4 separate regions of the Mus musculus genome follow, and regions 1, 3 and 4 are each linked to region 2. The links are chromatin contacts, called in public Hi-C, HiCAR-type and promoter capture Hi-C maps. All regions are on one chromosome and are shown on one strand. The core of a region is the stretch at or near the end of the contact, and the rest is flanking DNA. Distances in the headings are between cores, read along the strand shown. Region 1 holds the start of Rspo2 (R-spondin 2). Region 2 holds the start of Eny2 (ENY2 transcription and export complex 2 subunit). Region 3 overlaps Gm46505 (a long non-coding RNA gene). Region 4 overlaps Eif3e (eukaryotic translation initiation factor 3, subunit E).

What was found. Promoter capture Hi-C pulls out the DNA fragments that hold promoters and counts their contacts. A called contact is a pair of places that touch in the nucleus more often than the background predicts. HiCAR-type assays count read pairs that join an accessible place to other places.
Region 1: a HiCAR-type map of astrocytes shows a contact between it and region 2, with 4 times the contacts expected there. The contact joins the promoter of Rspo2 here to the promoter of Eny2 in region 2. A contact is called at or near these places in 6 of 39 promoter capture datasets (the 3T3-L1 cell line, 3T3-L1-derived adipocytes, cranial neural crest and 2 more), 4 of 484 Hi-C or Micro-C datasets (cortical neurons and embryonic fibroblasts) and 1 of 115 datasets of contacts at active chromatin or transcription factors (astrocytes).
Region 3: a contact with region 2 is called in a Hi-C map of the N1E-115 cell line, with 5 times the contacts expected there. The contact joins the enhancer-like site here to the promoter of Eny2 in region 2. A contact is called at or near these places in 7 of 39 promoter capture datasets (the 3T3-L1 cell line, 3T3-L1-derived adipocytes, cranial neural crest and 3 more), 5 of 484 Hi-C or Micro-C datasets (the N1E-115 cell line, adipose-derived mesenchymal stem cells, cerebral cortex and 2 more), 2 of 115 datasets of contacts at active chromatin or transcription factors (the NIH/3T3 cell line and epiblast stem cells) and 1 of 9 other capture datasets (macrophages).
Region 4: a contact with region 2 is called in a promoter capture Hi-C map of embryonic stem cells, with 4 times the contacts expected there. The contact joins the enhancer-like site here to the promoter of Eny2 in region 2. A contact is called at or near these places in 10 of 39 promoter capture datasets (the 3T3-L1 cell line, the C10 cell line, the HPC-7 cell line and 5 more), 1 of 484 Hi-C or Micro-C datasets (embryonic fibroblasts), 4 of 115 datasets of contacts at active chromatin or transcription factors (astrocytes, embryonic stem cells and extraembryonic endoderm stem cells) and 2 of 9 other capture datasets (adipose tissue and liver).

Annotation. Positions count from the first base shown.
Region 1 is chr15:43,169,437-43,172,367 of GRCm38.p6, forward strand. Rspo2 (R-spondin 2) reads right to left here and starts at 1,382. Exons shown (of 6, transcript NM_001357956.1): 1 at 936-1,382; 2 at 295-559. The coding sequence starts at 388.
Region 2 is chr15:44,426,666-44,429,560 of GRCm38.p6, forward strand. Eny2 (ENY2 transcription and export complex 2 subunit) reads left to right here and starts at 1,446. Exons shown (of 5, transcript NM_175009.3): 1 at 1,446-1,577; 2 at 2,895. The coding sequence starts at 1,572. It overlaps Nudcd1 (NudC domain containing 1), which reads right to left and starts at 1,642. Exons shown (of 10, transcript NM_001113554.1): 1 at 997-1,642. The coding sequence starts at 1,111.
Region 3 is chr15:42,978,112-42,980,941 of GRCm38.p6, forward strand. The region is part of intron 1 of Gm46505 (a long non-coding RNA gene); the gene reads right to left. Among named protein-coding and RNA genes, the nearest start is that of Gm46505, 3.8 kb to the right of the region's middle. Within about 2 kb of position 1,435, at least 3 of the 459 cell types and tissues checked have an H3K27ac peak or open chromatin away from gene starts, as enhancers often do. A contact at or near this core is called in the N1E-115 cell line, where this site is marked.
Region 4 is chr15:43,256,331-43,259,422 of GRCm38.p6, forward strand. The region is part of intron 10 of Eif3e (eukaryotic translation initiation factor 3, subunit E); the gene reads right to left. Among named protein-coding and RNA genes, the nearest start is that of Eif3e, 25 kb to the right of the region's middle. Within about 2 kb of position 1,466, at least 1 of the 459 cell types and tissues checked has an H3K27ac peak or open chromatin away from gene starts, as enhancers often do. A contact at or near this core is called in embryonic stem cells, where this site is marked.

The DNA of each region.
Region 1 (2,931 bases), core at 132-2,631, 1.3 Mb before region 2:
AAGAGTTCAGGAGAGGTGGCACAGACTGTGAACCACATGATAAATCCCTGGGCGCTTGCGGGAGGGAAGCCCAGCACATCAAGCTCCCAATGCTTCTAAGGTCCCATCGCACCCACTAGGGACAGAAGGAAGCTTTCTGTGGAGTTCTGTGACCCTGAGAATGGTCAGTGGTAGCCCACACAAAAACTGGGGTGCAGAGCACAGTCCTGTCCCTCGAGTCCCTAAAGCCTAAATGTGAATAAGCACTCCCACCCACTCAGGAACTCCACGCACCTTCAGCCGAGCGCGACCCACCTCGCTTATTGCGTCTCCATCGGTTGCCTTGGCACTGGCTGTAATCCATACAGTTCAGAATGATGAGGGCAAATGAGAAGAGGCAAAAACGCATCTGGACGGTCGGGCTGGGGAGAGACACCTCTCAAAAGTCGAGGAAATGACGGGCTCCTGGAAGGAGACAGTGCGGGTCGCGCTCCTAGGGAGGACTTAGAGACAGATGTCACTGCCCTGCGGCTGCAATGATCAATTTGGCTCGATGAGCATCTCTCCCTCCACGGTGAACCTGGGAGAGGAGGAAAAGAGAAGCTGGGTGGGTGGAGGACTGAGAGAACCCGGAGGAGGTACCTGCACCTTCGCGCCTCTTAGTTTAAAGAAAGGAGGGAGGGAGGACGCGAACTCACTGGCACGATCCACGCAGCAGTTTAACGCAGATGGCACAGCTGCAGGAGACTTGGAGAGGAAGGTGATTACAATCAGTGAATTAGCAACCTCTGCGGAGCACTGCCTTCTGACCCTGGAGAAAGGGCGTTGTGCGAGCTCTGCAGAAGGAAAGGCGCTCTAGAAGCAGCCGAGCGCAGGGCTTTCAAGGGGCGCTCTGAAGCCTTTCGCTCCCCGGATGGGCTATCCCAGCGCCCCAGCACCAGGTGTAGATCGCCTACCGTGCGCTCGCGTCTCTCGGGCTGCACGGCGTGCCTAGGCGCGGCGCTCCATGCCAGGCTCTGGAAGCGAGCCGGGCTGTTTGGTCAGCACGTGGGCTCGGAAAAAGTTTGCGGACACCCGCCGGGAGCTCTTGGCAGCTTTAGGATTCCGCCGGCTGCAGAAGGGTCCGCGGACCCCGAGGGTCCTCGGGGCTGGCGGCGCCTAGCAAAAGCGCGCGGCCGGGCAAGCGCGACCGCAGGCGCTGAGATGCTGGGTCTCCGCCTGCGAGAGCGATTCCTAGTCGAGGGGCGCGTCCACTCTCTTCTTGGTGTCCGGGTCCAGTCGCTGCTCCCAGGGCTCTCTCCACCACCACTTCGCAGCTGAAGTTTCTCGCTGCCTGAGCTAAGGGAGACAGAACACTGCCCGGAGGCCGAAGGGATGTAGCCAGCGCACTTTCCGATGGAGATGCAGACAAGCTAAGGCTCGGGATGCTTCTATAAGTAGGTGGTGCTGTGGTCCAAGACATCTAAAGCCAGGCTGCCTCAGAGTTCCTGGGTCCTAAAGCCAGAAACGCTCGGGTTTCCCTGAGGTCCTAAAGAGTACTGACGGCATGCAGAGAGCTTCGTGTAAGAAAAATAATGCTCACCCGGCTTTCCCAGAGGGATGGTCTAAACTGAAGAGCACCTAGGGTGAGCGATATGGCCTGCCCTTGCTGTTCACACCCAAGGTGTCCTCTCGGGAACAATGGAGTCGATTCCCACCTCACCAATTAGCCTTTCTCCAGAAGAATTTGATGGGGAACTGAAGGTACCTTCTACTTTCCTCCTGAGTGCCAGGATGAGACTGCTGCTTCTGAAAAAACACTTCAGCCTTTAAAAAAAAAAAAAAAACAAGAAGACAAACCTCTGCCCTTTTCCCAAAATTTAAATCCTAGCCCTGCTCTGAAGGCAGACGTCCCCAGAAATTGAAACGCATGCTCAGTTTAAGGAGTAAGTTTAGTATTTCCCATTGCCTTTACCTTTCCACACAGCTGTTTTTTTTCCTTTACTTTATTTTTTTCCCAACAGATTTCACAAACATATGTGATACTTTGCAATACTCAAAAAATTGGGAGCTTTCTTCTTCAGAAATCGAATGTTTACCACTAGTTTGTTTTGTTCTTAATCTTTACCCCTCCTTTGTTTCCCAAGGTCTGAATTAAACTTCAAATGCCCTGAGTTGGAGAACTACTTACTATATCACTCATTAAAAACATTAGGTGCTACCAATTTTAATCTAGTGAAATCGTCTGCCATACATTCACTGCTATTGGGAATAATGTATTTCCTCTTTGAACAGAAGATAAGAATCTATAATGTTAGACTTGGCAATATAGGGAAATAATGTATGTCTTCTTTGAGCAAAAGATAAGAATCTATAATATTAGACGTGGCAATATAGACGTCTCTTTAAATGTGTTACTAGGCACGTTGTTACTGTAGCTTTTTAGTGGCTGTTGGTTGGTTTTATTTTTGAGATTGGGTTGTAGCCCAGGCCAACCTGGAACTCATCCTAGTAAGGCTGACCTAGAATTCCCAATCCCTCTGCCTCCACCACCTAAGAGCTAGGATTACAAACACATGCCCAGCCCAGGCTCCTTAATAACATTTTGTACTATTTCAATTCTCCCTTTTGTTCCTTCAGTTTCTGCATGGGCTCAGAAATTTGAACTGAAGAATCATATAGAAGTAATGGGGGCTTTAATAGCCATGTTTATTAATCACTCCACTATTTGGCTGTGATATTTCTGTTCTAGGAATTGGGGTCCCTGAGAACGACTAAGTGAGCCAGAGTTGAAGTTACTGGTGCCGTTTCCTTGATAAGAAAATTGAGCCATGAGACTTGCCCACAGGGTGCAAACTTCTGACAGGACACTTGGAAGCAGTTACTTTGACCCAGCTTCTCAAATCCTCAACTTTTATTTAAAAAAATATATATTTAGTGTGTGTGTGTTTGTGTGTGTGTGTGTGTGTGTGT
Region 2 (2,895 bases), core at 196-2,695:
AGTGAATGGATTATGATTTATTAGGTACTCATGATTATACCAATCACGTAATCATCTCGATGAATCACAAAACAGGCCCACAACAATTACTTTTACACTTAAGAAACTTTAAAAACAAACAAACAAACAAACAAACAAAAAACCCAAGCATTTGTTGGTCTACTTGTTTATGTCTTTAATCCCAGCACAGAGGCAGCTGGTTATCTGTGAGTTCTGGGCCAGCCTGGGCTACAAAGCAAGTGCCAGGACAGTCAAGAATAGACTCCCTACAATCTAGATACAATCTAGAGAAAAGATACATAGATACATACATAAGTAACGCTTGATACTCAAACGTCGACTAACACCTCTAGATCACTATTTCTCAAAGTACAACCTATGGAAAACTTGTATCAAAATAAGAATCTGCAGAGACATGTATTTAAAAACACAAATCCCTGGACACTTTCCCTAACAAAACTACAATTCCTATGGTTGTAAAAAGGAGAATAGCCTCTAGGAAGTTACAGATAAATAAGTAGTAGCAGCAAGCAACAGTAAGCGCACTAAATCACTTGCCCTCAATAAATTGTAGCATGATCCAGGACCCGAGTATTTGAAACTGCTAACTGAATGTGGAAATTTTTCTCTCCCAAGAAATGATTCTGCGTCAGAAGGAAAAAGGGAGTTGGGGACTTTCCAAGGAGGTGTGGCTTCTCAGCGAACACGTTTACTAAAGGTAAGGTTTGGGAAGGAAGGACAACTTGAACCTTCAGAGCAGGAGCCAGAGATGTATGGGCGGAGAACATCCGAGCCTGAGCTGCGGACGCCTAGGCCAGCCCACAGTGCCGCGGCTAAGGCGCGGAAGGAAAGGGGGCATCCTCGGGTCCCCGCGTGGACGGCCGCTCTAGGTGCAGACCGGCAGGAGGTGGCTGGCTAGCCGGAGTGACAGAGGGTTGCGCCAATGGCAGCCTCAACAAGAAGGAACCGGGTGCGAGAGGGTGCCGCCGATCCCACCTGCATCAAGCTCCAGCTGGTAGCAGGGCAGCGGTTCGAGAGACAGCTTGTAGCCCTCGAAGCGGGGATCCAGCAGAGGTCTTTTCACCCGCAGAGAGCAATTGGCCGCCTCCATCGCGTTCCCCCGATCCCAGCAAGAGAATCAATAAAGCTCTTGTTGAAAGGTCCGCGCTTCACTCCTGGAACTGAGGCTGGGAAACGGCGTGGTTCCCATCCCAGACGACTCTGCGGCGCCACGTCTCTTCTGGGAAGTGTAGTGTCCATGAGAAATTTGGTTCTGTTGCAATGCTGGGAAATGTAGTTTTTTGATCCCTGAACCCACGTCAGCTAACAGACTCTGGACTTCCTTACCCAGAGGGCCGAGCGACCAGAAGGCGGCCCGCGCTAGTTGAATTCTCACATTATAGGCAGGGTGGCCAGATCCCGCCCCGGAAATGCGTGGTCTAGCTTTCTGTGTGCTTAGGTGCCCGAGCTACTGAGGGTCTAAGTCCGGGCAGCCGAAGAGTGTGGTAGGTAACGGTCGTCAGCGCAAGGGTCATTTCGTCGCTGGGAAGGGACGGCCCTCGCCCGCGGTGATGGTGGTGAGCTATGCCCGTGGTCCTCAGGGCCGGGACCCGGGCCCAGCCCAGGCTCCTTTCGATGTGCTGTCTTTCGTTAGCTTCCCCGACCCGCGCTCGCTCGCTCGCTCGCTCGCGGGCCTGTAGGGCTCTCCGACAGGGCGTGCTGCTGGAGTTGGCCGGGAGCCAGTCCCCGCTTTGTTTTCTGGCTCCTCCCCTCCCGCCTCTCCAGCTGTCTGCGCCGTGTTGCATTTTCCTAAAGAATGTCAGAACCGGGAGGGAGTCCCTAGCGCCCTGGTTTTACCAGTGAGAAAACTGAGGCCTTTAGGCATTAAGTGACTTGCCCAAGGTCACTATCCGTGATTTTAGGGGCCAAGACGAGACGAAGTTTTGCTGTTCTTGCTATGACACTGTCTAAACTTTTGCAGTTAATTTGGAAATGTTAAGCCCCAACTACAGAAGTAAAGCGTTGCCTAGTTATTAACCCTCTGTTCACCTGCTTCTTGCGCAGCCCAACTCTGAAAATTCTTTGTAGTCTGAATTTCCATACAGACAAGACGGAGAATTACAAAAGAAGATTCACACTAAGTAGGAAAACATTAACTTAAACCTGACTTTTAAATGGCAAAAATGCGCTCAAAAGTTAACCTTGCTTTTTTTTTTTTTCCCCTACACCTATTTTGGCATTGGTTGTCTGTTTTTTATTGAAAATGAAGAATTTCTCAAAGACTAGTTTGAAATTCGTTTTCTTACTTACCCTTCAGAAATAAGGATATGAAATCCAAAGCTAGGGTAGCAGTTGTAATTCTCCGTGAAGTTTATTGGGTAAAGCAAGCACATAGTCTTATTTCATTTTTCATAGTCGTATCTTTTATTAGTGTGCATGCTATGGCTTACCCAGAAATTGAATGCAGTTAAGATGCAGAAATGAACGCCAGTCAGATATTAGTGTACAATTAAATAAGGTGGGACTCCAAGTACCTGACTTCACATTCTGTCTCTGTGCCTCAGTGTTCTCATCTGTAAAATGGAATTGTGTCATTAGAGCAAATTTGGGGGTTAAATATTCTCAGTTTTAGGTACATAAGTGCTTAATGGTATTATAATAGTAGTTATTCCCTTTTTAAAAAGACAAAGAAAATAAACAATAAAGAGCTTATGAGGGAAGGGAATTGGGATACAGGAAATAGTACTAAGAATAATAATACCATGTAAGGTACTTAAAATTATCATCCTTTCCTTATTATAATGTTCAATGTATTAGGATGATTGTCTAGAGAGGTCTTAGAAGGAAACACTTTTCTAAATATTATGTATCTCAAAATGCATGTTGATGTCCAGG
Region 3 (2,830 bases), core at 185-2,684, 1.4 Mb before region 2:
AGGCTTTACATGTAGTTTCCCTATGGGTTGGTTCCCTGTTCCACATGCTTTCAGGTTTCCTGTTTATTCTGTTCGCACTTACTATTCTCAAGGACAACTTTCTGTTTAAGATCTGTCCTTTAGCTTGCGCTGAGAGTCGCGAAGACTAAAACTGGCATATAGAGACTCTTTACTTTTGCCTCATATACAAATCAACTCGGCTTATTTTACTCTCTCCATTGATATCCTACCCTACATCATTCTTGGCGCCCACTGAGACAACTCAAACAGCATCTTTTCCTGTCTCACTGCCTTGCCTTGTTTCTTCCAATCCACAGAGAAGTCACACTGACCTTATATCCCCTCCTTGCACAAAAGGGGTGCTACGTCCTTTTGCAGCTTCACACCTGACCAGCATCTACCACTGTCATCTCAGTACTCAAGCCTTTTGCCTCACACCAGCTCCAGACACACCAGCTTCTTTTCTGATCTTCTCTGTTTTACCACCTCTGCTCATGCTGCTCACGATCTTCTTGCCTCAGATTCTCTAGTGCTTGGATTTCCTGTAGGCACACCACTCCTAGTTCATTAATTTGTTCTGAAAGTCTAAAAATAGCATTGCTATCCTGTTGGTTTATTTTTACTTAAAATCAAGTCTCCTGCCATGCAGCTTAATCATATATTTTGTCAAAGTATTTGACATCCCAGAAGATGTTCTTACACACACTAAAAATTCTGACTCTTCCATAGGCATATACCCAAAGCCAATCAGTAGAAGCTCCTGGGTCCCTTGTGGATTATTGCAAACTCATTATGTAGAAATTGCAATAACAAAGACATTGACCCTAAAGTGCCCAGGAAAGTGGCATACTTCCATTTGTGTCTTGCAGCCTCTCTGGGCTCTGCCTATAATGCAATCATGTTTACATAAGGATTAGTTCTAGTGACAAGTGTCTGGGTTTTCATTTAGGGCTGAACAGGACTCACTCCACCACAAAGAACCACTGGATCATAGAGAGTGTGTTCTTTTAATTTTCTTCCATAAACAGACAAAAATTGAAATCAGCTGTCAGCAAAGTCCAAATTAAAGAGCTGAGCATCAGAGTCACCACTGAATCGAGATCAGTTTTTAGGCTGGAGTAGTGGGGGTTTAGATTTTTGAATTTCCAATAAAAATATATTGTTAGGTACAAAGTGAAGATTTCATTTTAACTGGGGTTTAAATACACTGTGCATTGTTTGCTTTTCAAAAATTGAATTTAGCTTGAAACTAATATCATTCAAAAAAAAACAGACCTTCCCTTGCTTAAATGTTGTACATGATCTCAAAGCATAATGCAATAAATGTGCAATTCCTCACCATCCCTAATATGATTATAGCGGATACAGCTCCGTCTGCTCAGCTTGCAGGCTGTGACTCTCCTTGATGTGGCTCAGAATAAACTGCTAATGCTTCTAATGATTTCAATGATTACTCTAATTCTGTCCTAGCAGGGTTTTCTTTCTTTCATTGTTTCACAGTGACATTGATGCTGAGAACATGTCCATCCGCTATGACAATACTTTGCAACTGTGATTAGAATGTAAGCAAAATGTTCAGCTTGGAACTTCAGATAATTCAATAAATAGGATACAAATTATTCATGTCTATTAAGGTAAACGTAGACATCTGTGGTTATGTGCAATGCTGGGTAATTAGGTTATCATAGGCATGAATGTAATTAGGGGACAATGTGGCATGGTAGGGAAAGCAATCCTAGTTGTAAGTCAGATCAGGATCTGAATTGTGACATACCTTCCCAAGAGTGCAGTATTAATGTTTTTGAATTTTAATTCTATTTTTAAAATAGGTACATTAATATTTCATATGGTTGTTTTAAATGTGTAATTTGATCGTGTACATTACATGCTTACCATGAAGACATGCCTATTGAAAGTTCTCAACTATACAATTGTTCTAACAATTTCACCAGTTAAACTCAGCAACAGATTGTTCAGTTTGCTATGTGTCCAGCTCTAAGAGCTACAAAAAAACAGTATGAAATAATGTTCATGGCTTGAAAGTCTAGTTGTTAGCTTTAATTTTGGCAACTCTAGTTCCTGAAACAAGCAATTTGTTACAAGTTGGGAAAGGCCTGCATAGAGAGGAAGGAAGATGAGAGCTATAAGGGGCTAGAGAAGAAGAGAACAATGTAGCAGGATATCTGATCATACTGTGAACCTCCAGATTGTACACTGGAAAAATCTCTAGGTGTGGTGTGGCTCAGCCCTAGAACACACCTTTAATCAAAGAGCTTATTGTAAAGAAGATTGAATAAAGTCAACCATACGTCAAGAGGCAGAGCAAATAATCAGTTGACATAGGGATGGGGAAAGGAAGCACAAAATGTGAGAGGAAATCAGGAGAACAGATAATGAGATGCACAGGAAGTAGAAAGGAGGGACATTTGGCTTGGAGGGTTTTAAAGGGAGTATGGAAAAGAACTGTTGTTGTTGTTGTTGGTGGTGGTGGTGGTGGTGGTGGTGGTGGTGGTTTGGTTTGGTTTGGTTTGGTTTGGTTTGGTTTGGTTTGGTTTGGTTTGGTTCGGTTTGGTTTGGTTTGGGTATTTTCCCCTTCTGGGTTGAAGAAGGTTAGCTCGTTTTTTTCTCTGCCTCTCTGGACTAACAGGCTTTCATCAAAGCATCCTGAGTCTTCATTTGGTAAAACCAAATGTTTGGGATTTCGTTTTAAAAACAGCAATAATGATTAAATATAACTAATACTGTATTTTATTAAAAGACATGTGAATGCGTTCCTTCTCATGCTATCTTGTTGTGCAATGAACATCTTTATTTTGTGGTGACATGAGAT
Region 4 (3,092 bases), core at 216-2,715, 1.2 Mb before region 2:
GTTTTATTGATTCCACATTGATTATCTATCAAGTCATCAATACCAGGTCTTGATGACCGCCTCTCTCTCTCTCTCTCTCTCTCTCTCTCTCTCTCCTGTAAACCCCCAAGTCATTATTCTGTCCATCTTACTGCAGATTTTGATCCAGGATTTCACATGTGATATTAATAACTATCTCATAACTTGGTTTTCCAAATTTTAGTTGACAAGCATAATTTATTTCCAATGTTACTGAGTAAGTGTTACGATATGGAAATCTGTGGTCTGGTTTTCACTGAAGACTGCAGCCAATACATGGAAAGAGAAGGCCTGTGTATCTCTAAGAGTATGCTATGAGAACTAACTAAAGGAATCGGCTAAATAGAAGCTACTGTTAACTGTGAGAGCCGGCAGACACAGCAAGCTCAGAAACACTAAATGCTGAATGTAACAACTGAAACATATAACCTTATATTAAAACTAACACAGAAATGAGAGGATAATGGCCTCTGAAACTACTATCTATTAACTATATTTCTTTATTCCCAATAAATGTGATTTTAAATATAAATTCTTATGTGGTTATAATAACTTTAAGGAAAATGTTAAGGTCTAATTTTATTTAATAAACGAAGCAGACTGAGTTGTAATGCTAACAACGCAAAAATAGTTGGAAATAGACAAATTATCCCCCTGAGAAATTATTAGTGTACAATCCAACATGTTTATCTTATGCATTCAAAATACTGCTTCCATTCTTTGTTTTATCTCCTGTTGAAAACTAGTCCAAGAACAATTTTACAACAGCTTTTAAATGTCAGACACATATATCTCACAACATAGTAAGCTATATTAAATTAAACCCCCACCACACTATCTTTCCTGACAGATGTTGCATAATTTATGTTAGACAGTGTATTAAGAATGAATGTTTTGAATCGCAAGTATAAAGTTATTTAATAAACAATGAGCCTTATAAAGGTATTGTATTCAGCAACTGAAATACATCCATTTGAATGAAAAAGAAGCCAGAAATGCACACATCTTCCCAACCCACAAAAGAAAAAAAGGAAGAAATTAGAAAGAATATGAACATACACTAATTAGAAAGTCAAAACAGGCCAGCATGGACTAAGAAAAAGAAAAAGATAATGTGGCACTAACCATTTACAGAAAGTCTAGTGTCAGGTACAAAGAATTTAGGATTGACCAAAACTTTCATCTCAATTATTTCTCCGGGCTTTCCAATATACAATATATATTCATATAATTTTTCCTATGACTCCATATTTCTCCAAGTATCTACTAAAGTAGTTTAAATGAGAATGGGCACCACAATTGAATGTTAGGTTCCTAGACTGTTGACTCTTCTGGAAGGATTAGGAGGTGTGGCCTCGTGGGAGAATGTGTGTAACTAGGGGTGGGTGGGCTTTAAGGTTTCAAAGGGCATAGCACTGGGCCCAGTGCTCTCACTGCCTCATGCCTGAGGGTAAACTGGAAGCTCTTAGCTACTGCTTAAGCACTATGCCTTGCTGCCTAGTGCCACGCTCGCCATCAGGATGGCCATTCTCTGAAACTGTATGCTAGCAAGCCCCCCAGTTAAATGGTTTCTTAATTGTCTCCACCACGGTGCCTCATCACAGCATAAGAAAAGTAACACTAAGACATTAGTGAAAACTTTTAAACCTGAATGTATTTGTGCACTTAGTATCTGCTTCTTCTTCCACACTTCAGTTCCTGTGAGGATATTCAGTACTTGATCCTGACTGGCTAACACTGGCAATGCTTCTTTGAAAAGCTATATTGTTGGTTCTGTTTTGATTCAAAAGGTTTGGGTGAAGCCAGAAAAACCAATTCTATTTAAGTTGCTATATATATAAAACTTCTCATGATGACTTGAATATACAGCAAAGTTTGAAAACTAGATCACAGAATAAGTGCTTTTTCTCCCTGTGTACTGTTAAAGATAAAGGTTAGTTCTGTTGTTCATTTAAATGGATTATAAATCATTGGAGTCTGAATTAGAGATCTGCTGCATTTGTAAAATCTTACTATAAATATCTCATATTACTTTCAGTTGCTATTATTCAAATTCAGTAAAACAGCTTTCCAACACATGAAAAAGCTTTCTATATTCAACATACTAAAGATAGAATGTTACTGGTCTATAACTTCATTACTCTAAAGAGATATAACTTACATGGATAAAAAATTAAGTGATGGGGTATGATTTTTTCCATTCTGGCTGTGCTTTGGAATAATCAGCCCTCAAGCACGGCACAGCAGCTCTGTTACACATCACAACTATGTGTGTCCAGATCACAACTGTGTGTGTCAAAAACAAAACAAAACAAAACCAAAAAACCCTAGAGATTTTGTGATACAGTTACCAGCTGACAAAGATTTCATGTTTACTCTTCAGCTCAACCGATATATTTTAACTCATCAATTTATACAAGCATTATATCTAAAAATGTAAACTGTTCCCAACAAAACACTTCCTAGTGCGGAACACTACAATGTATGAGAGGACTATCAGCCTAAGTCTGGTAATCCATGATTACATCAAACCTTTAAGTTTCCAGCTAAGTAACAGGAGAGTACACAGAGTCATATTTCTACAAGTCTCGAGTGTCATCAAAAATGTATATGAACAGCCTGAAAAAGGCCCAATTTGCATGCATACAAAATTTCATCTATAAGTAAGACTGCATGTGATATTCTCCAAACTGTTCACATGCAGGCCAGCACACACATGCACACTCAACATTTGAAAGCTGTGGTTCTAGACCCTGAAATGCATGTATTGTTACTAGTGACCCAGGTAAAACAATGAAGATACAAAGCATGTCCATCAGAACCACAGAAAGCTCTACGTTTTCCTAGGCTTATTCAACTGACAAGACTTAAAATTTTCTATAGATGCACAGTATTGGATTAGAAGTTTTTTCTAAGAGTCCTTGAAGCTCAAAACTTACATCTGAAAACACAGCTCCACAACAACCTCAATGTGCTTGATCTCATTTACTATTTTGAAAAGGAAAATTATCTATGTAGTCCTTAAAAGAAAAAAAGTGTTTTTAATTTTTCTAAGGCAGGCAAAGAAAAGTCTG